Regions from separate parts of the Triticum aestivum genome. Here region 1 is linked to region 2. Evidence: chromatin contacts called from public Hi-C data. All regions are on one chromosome and are shown on one strand. The core of a region is the stretch at or near the end of the contact, and the rest is flanking DNA. Distances in the headings are between cores, read along the strand shown.

Region 1 (3,521 bases), core at 763-3,262, 130 kb before region 2:
CCTTCGTGTTATCTGACCGCAACCTCTCTGCAATCTTCCAAATTAAGCCCCAGGATTATTCCCTCGGTTTTTTTTTAGCACGTGGACGTCGGTTTCTAGAACAGAAACACAGCTAGGAGGCTTATCACTGATGAATTTTGCATCTTCAACCATACTCCATCCGTTCTAAAATAGTAGATGACACCGTTCTAAAATATTACAAGTTTTGATTTGCATAGTTCAAACATGCGGCTTTAACCCATAGTTTTCGTATCTATAATATGTAAGCAAAAGATTGAAACCCTCTACTTTGTTTGTAAGACTAATTTTGATGTCGGATCTAATGGTACCATTGATGGAGAAAAACTTGATGTCTCTTCTCGTCAGATTTTTCTTAGCCATAGTTATCAGCAAGGCAAACAACACCATACTTTCGACCATCTTAAGGGCATTTCTAACCGATCCCCTATCCGGCGTTAGAGGAGTAAAAGTGTCGGTTCTACTCCTCTAGCGCGCACCTAACCGATACTCTAATATTTTCTGCTACATTTGGACCATTCGATGTGTTCAAATTTGAATAATTCAGTTTGTAAACTTTAAATTCGGTGTGTAAACTATATTCGTGATTAGCTTGAACATTCATATTATGTTTTAGTTTCTATATATGCGCTAATATGTAGTTGCAATGTATACTAGAATTGCAAAGTTAGCAAAAACAAAAATTTACTCCGTTATATGTAGTTGCAATGTATACTTCAAACATCCAGCACCTCCGGACTCCTCATGATCAGTTAGTTCCGACCAAATCTCAGTGGAGTAAAAATACTCCACTAAGGGTTACTCCTCCGTATCCTCCTTTATTTTTAGGGATCGGTTAGAGTTGCGCTAATATACCGAAGAGAAAAACATCTTGGTCTCTGTACGTATTTGCTGAACTTTCTGTTCTTAACAAATTTAGCAAAGGAACGAGGTGCGAGTTGACAACAGAACCTTCCAACAACCGGAGTCACTATACTTTTTTACCGGACACAGTTCCAAGGTCTCTTTCAGGGATAGAATATACCTATTTTTCTCCTTCTGTTAATTAACCATCTTCCGTTGCAATGATAGTTTTAGAGGAGCGCATGAGGAGTCCGGAGGTGCTGGATGTTTGACCAGCAAGCACAGCAGAGCACATCTTCAACCACCAGCAAAAACCTGAGCCGCTGCTTTGTATCTTTTTCCGCCTAGCTTTGGCTGAATTATTGGAACCAAAGCAAAGCAAAGCGATCGCGAGTGAGTGACCGCAGACCATACTTGATGATGGTTCTTGGTGTGCTTGTTGCCCTGCCCTCTACTGTAGCACCGTCCAGGATTCTGCTTGTCCTTCCCTTGTACGTACTCTGCTTTAATAATTCAAGCGAGCCGGTCGGGCCGACAGTTGGATAGTATATTCAGCCTATCTGAATAGCACTAGCCTGATCACTAACATTTTCACGGGTCAATTCATATAAAATAGTAAGTACTGCCGTTGTAGGAGTAGCGGCGCAGGTTATTATAGAACTATTTTCTGCTGGCCCACACGGGCTCATGCATGCATGCAAGAGCTATGTACCTTCAGACATTGATATTCTGAAGCAATAATTGACAAAAGATGAGCTTCTAGAGGCAGCAATGGTACGCTTACGCGCAACTTCCACGGAAAGCTGGCTACGCTCTGATGTGGCAGAATGAGACAGCGATGTGAGCCCGCAATTCACGCAGAGTGAAAAAATAAGCCCCAATCAGTTGGCTCCCCCTCCACGAGTAGTTGATTTCCGTGGTTCGGCCGTCCGTAAGTGTAGCATCGCTGCTCAACAGGTGTACATGCGCCCGGCCAGCCCGCCCGCCCGCGAGAGTTTCCCGGTTGTTCGGCGTGAATCCTCCGGCCCTTTCGCCCGCGTGCGTTTTATCCAGGAACCACGGAGCACGCACGCCATGTGTGCATTGCCCCCGCTCCGGAGCCTGGACGGCTGTACGCCTGTGCCGCCGAGGCAAGCGGCACGCTTCGGTCACCCGCCCCGCCGGGTTTCGTGCGGGAAATTGGCCGGGCTCCCGTGGTCAGCTCTGGGCGGTAGGTGGATCAGGAACGTGGCCAGCGAGCGCGTTCGTCTCTTACGAAACTGATGAGTCGGTCGTGACTCGAGCAATCTTGCACTCGTTAGCGCTTTTGAGTCGGTCGTGACTCGAGCAATCTTGCACTTGTTAGCGCTAATCTCGTAGGCTCGTACACGTCGCGCTCGGACAAGTAAGGGTTGCGTCGTCTAAGCGGCCGGGCTTTGGAGTCATAGCTATCTGGCTCCCAACTGATCTCGTCTCTATCGAGCTCTCTTTACGTGCCCGCTACACGTACACCGTAGTATACGTAGGATGCCAGAGCACCGGTAGGTATCGACTACCTCCTTTATCAGATGGATGGATAGATTGATAGAGAGATAGAGGCTAGGGCCGAAGATTCTGGCGAGGAGCAAAGGACAAGGAGGACGAGCGGCTAGAACAAGACACGTCCGATATACTCCCTCCTTCAAAATAGATGATCCAATTTTGTATTAATATATACGTACCCACACAAGCAACGCAAGACGGTCGACGCTCGTATTTTCCAGCGCCGCTTGACCCTTGTGCGCGCTCCAACCACCAGTTTGTCATGCCTAGCTCCTCACACGCGCTCCTATTCCTGTAGATTTTGTCAGTCGACTCGAGAGGCTAGACTAAGTAACCTCTAGAAGCAGCGATGCTACACTTACGGACGGCCGAACCACGGAAATCATCTACGCGTGGAGGGGGAGCCAACTGAATGGGGCTTATTTTTTCACTCTGCGTGAATTGCGGGCTCACATCGCCCTCCTCGATCCGCGTCCGCGGAGGGTGCCGCCGCGTAGCTAGCCACCGCCCCGGGCGCGAGTGCACCGCATGCACCCTCGGCGCGCATGCGTTTGATGTACGGTGACGTACGATACGTTTCTGGCAAGCGTGCGTTTTCTTTTCGACAAACACGTGCGGGGAAGGGCAAATGGATAGAGGTCCGAAAAGATGCGTATCACCGATAGAGCACCGTCTGGCTTGGATAATGAGGTGATCCGTCACATTGTTTTTATGACTGCTACAGCGGTGTCAAAGGCGGGCGACGGACGCGTCTGAGGATCATTCAGCCTTGATTGTATTTTTTATTCTTCGTTTTTTTGAACACAGTATGATCGCAGATGCCCACATACACATATATACAATAATTTCTATGAATGCATGCAGGCACGCATACCTTACCGCTATGAACATCACCGACATACCGAGCCAGCATGACATATTGAGATTGACAAAGTCATCACAGACGTCTTGTGGTCGACGGAAACACATCCGTTCACTGAACGAACATCGCCTAATAGACTGAAGTAAATTCAGAAAAATGTGAACACCAATGTCAAATCTAGAACTCTATTTATTCATGTATCCTTTTGTGTAAATATAAATACTAGTGTTCTGCTATCTTTTCAGTTTTGTCAAGTATATATCTCTCTATTAAACTA
Region 2 (3,287 bases), core at 596-3,095:
CAGGGTCCGTCTGTATCCAGCAACCCTCCGCCCCCTGTCGACGTCGTTCATGGTGGACACCACACCCGACAGGTATTCGGTCAAATGCAATAATGTTTTTTGTTGAACTTCATTTTGTTTTCTAGAGTAAGCACGATGACGAGGTACTCGGTGATGGAGTATGAGTTGTTGTGCGATGCGTGGAAGGTCATATATGCGGACTTTGAAGGCATGAGGCAATGGGGCTCAGTGTTTTTACAAAACAAGCGTGCTTCATTTCTTGAGGAAAAGCACTTCGCGCCCTCCGGCATGCACGTGATCCATGATCGTAATGTGAAGTCATTAGCCAATCGATGATCACCATCTCTAACGCCTTCATAAAGTATTGCGGCGTGGTTGCACAAGTGGAGACAAAGTGCCCATCAGGCTCGTCAACCATGGAGATTGTAATGTTTGCTTCTTGTTGCTCTACATGTTGATCAGTTCATTGATTCACTCATTGTTTAACATTGTTGTGTTATACTACAGGACCGAGAGCAAACCATTTACATTCAACATTATTGGGTGAAGCTTAAGGGCAACGGTGCATGGGAGGATATCTGTCGATTATGACTCGCGTATCGTTGAATTTGGAATCGATGGATTCGAAAAACTTGCTGAACATCTGGTTATCTCGAATGTAATATTTACACTTGTTTAGCTATTGTTATACTAGGAATATTTGCAAGCTATTTATGGATGAATTGTGTTATTTTCTATCATTATTTTGAATTTTGCGGATAAAAAAACATTACGAGCGGATATTGTTGGATGGCGGGCTCTTGTATCCGAGTTCACAGACCAATCCGAACCAGTCCGCAAACGAATAGTGTGTCTGCTTTAGAGAATGGCGTTGGAGATGCCATAATGAAGCTAATTTGGCGTTGTAAATGTTGGTTTCTTTTGTCAGTAAACTTGCTTAAACATATAAAAAATTGACTTAGAACTAACCTAGATTGTAAATATCATCTTTGTTTCGAATTATAAGACGTTCTAGATATTTAATATAGACTACATATGCAATTGAAATGAGTGAACAAACACACTAAAATATGTCTATATACATTTTGTATATACACTAAATCGAAGTAGAACTTCTTATAATTCGTAACGGAAGGAGTAATTTACAACGGAGGAAATAGTAGTACATGTTTTTGTCGCACTAGGTACTGGTGTATACAGTTGTTCACCGGGCTGGACCGACCTGCGCCCGTGTTTAGTGCCCACCGAGCTCTAGGCTCTACTCTAGCAGTAGCATCACCAACCGAAGTGTCAAGAGACTATGCGACACACGGCACTAGAGATCCCTCTCGCACACACACAAAAAGACTGTCTATGCAACACACGGCATTCCGCCAGCTGCTACACACACAGTAGCCTGCCTAGCTATACCCCGGGGGATCAGATGCCCCTCTCCCGTCCCCGTATTAAAAGCGTATTCAAAACGCTAATCTTTTTGAATACGCTAATCTTTTTCCATAGTCACGTGTAGAATTATCTTGAGAAATAAATGCGCGCAATACGGCGAGATAAGATTTCAGAGGGGAACCGAATCTCAACTAAATAAGCCCTAAATATACCAGATCGGCGTAAAACAGGAAAAATAAACATATTATGGCTGAACAATAAACGTGGGGATTAATCACGAGATCATTTTCGCGCAGATACTGCAGTACTGTGCCACATTTATGAGCAAAGATTTTCGATATTCCCTGCAAAAAAAAAAAGATTTTCGATATACCTGGTGGAAAGATAAACGGAATACGGAAAAGGGAGCGGCAGATGGCAACAAACAAAGCAGCCCGCGCCCCCCGCCTCTTATACACACGCGCCCCCGCCCCCTCCCGGACCAGACGCACCGAGCGCAGGGCACGCACGGGCAGATCGAGGCAGGCACAGGCGCCGTAGCCGAGACCGGGAACCCCAACGGGCCAAGCACCACCACCAACCCTAGCTAGCCACTCCCCCGTGGTCCTCCTTGACGGCCACCATGCAGCGTCCAGCGTGCCGCCGCCCCGCGCTCTGACGCCCGCCGTCGGACGCCGGTCGCCGTCGTGGTCTAGCGAGCGAGAGAGCGTTTCTTTCTTGGTGCAGGGTAGGCGTATAGATCGACATATATGGGCGTGAGCCTGCTGAGGAAGCAGCACTCGTCGGCGGCGGGGGGCTCGAGCGGCGGGTCGTCGATGCCGCCCAAGGGGTGCATGGCGGTGCGCGTGGTGGGGCCGGGCGGCCGCGCGGAGGAGGAGGAGAGGTTCGTGGTGCCGGTGGGCTACCTCAAGCACCCGCTCTTCGTGGGCCTACTCAAGGAGGCCGAGGAGGAGTACGGCTTCCAGCAGCAGGGCGCCATCACCATCCCCTGCGGCGTCGACAACTTCCGCCGCGTGCAGGCCATCATCGACGGCCAGCGGCACGGCGGCTCCGGCTCCGGCCGCCTCGTCTCCGGCGGCCACCACCACCACGGCTCCTCCTCGGGCCACCTCCACTTCCACCTCGCCGCCTGCTTCAGGGCGTGAGATCCGTCGACGCGGATCTCGCGCGCCCTCGCCGGCCGGATAGACGCCGTCTCCGGCCTCGTCTCGTTGCTTTGTTAATTAGAGTTGGTTTAATTAGGCGGTCAGGTATGTGATGATCGAAGGATCATGCGTGGGTTGAGTGCTAGCTAGTGTGTTCGGGTCTGCGGGCGGGCGTGTTGGAACTTGGAAACACAGATGGATCATCCGGATTTCGTTCCAGCTTGTGGTGATGATCCATCGACGATGATGAAAATCGAAGATATTTCCGATATTTCAGTGCCTATAATAGATTAACCAGATGTTCTCTTGTCCCTTTCCTTTACTGAATTGCCTTTGGCTTTCAGACTGTGTGGTTGGTAGTATTCTCTTTCCATAGAAGAATCTTTCTTTGGGGTGTTGTTCATCATGGTTCATCCATACGCACGTACGCCGGGGCCAAAGAATTAATGAACAAACTTTTGAAGAACATTAAGTGGTTTCGAAGAGAGTACTCCAAGTTTAGACACAATTAACTCCTTGACAAGCAAAAAATAATAATTTGAAACTGTCCAGCTAGCGTGCAAAGGATCTATTTTCTTTCAATTCTTTTAGGGACCTCTAGCTTGCAAAGGATCTATTTTCCTTCTTTCTTTTGTCCCATCTACTGTCTGCCTCCTACATTAAATTTCCCCAATCAAGCAGGGGATTAGTGGTGGATGCTAGTGGAGTACTATGTAAACATTCACATATGTACTCATCAATATTCTCCTACTCCAC

Evidence for each region. Hi-C and Micro-C count contacts between places; a contact is called where the count stands out from the background.
Region 1: a contact with region 2 is called in a Hi-C map of leaf, with 2.3 times the contacts expected there. The contact joins the enhancer-like site here to the promoter of LOC123169266 in region 2. A contact is called at or near these places in 2 of 5 Hi-C or Micro-C datasets (both in leaf).

Annotation. Positions count from the first base shown.
Region 1 is chr7D:497,017,307-497,020,827 of IWGSC CS RefSeq v2.1, reverse strand. No RefSeq gene overlaps it. Among protein-coding and RNA genes, the nearest start is that of LOC123169266, 130 kb to the right of the region's middle. Within about 2 kb of position 2,012, at least 2 of the 8 cell types and tissues checked have an H3K27ac peak or open chromatin away from gene starts, as enhancers often do. A contact at or near this core is called in leaf, where this site is marked.
Region 2 is chr7D:496,884,815-496,888,101 of IWGSC CS RefSeq v2.1, reverse strand. LOC123169266 (auxin-responsive protein SAUR32) reads left to right here and starts at 1,845. Exons shown (of 1, transcript XM_044587098.1): 1 at 1,845-2,830. The coding sequence starts at 2,136. The coding sequence ends at 2,531.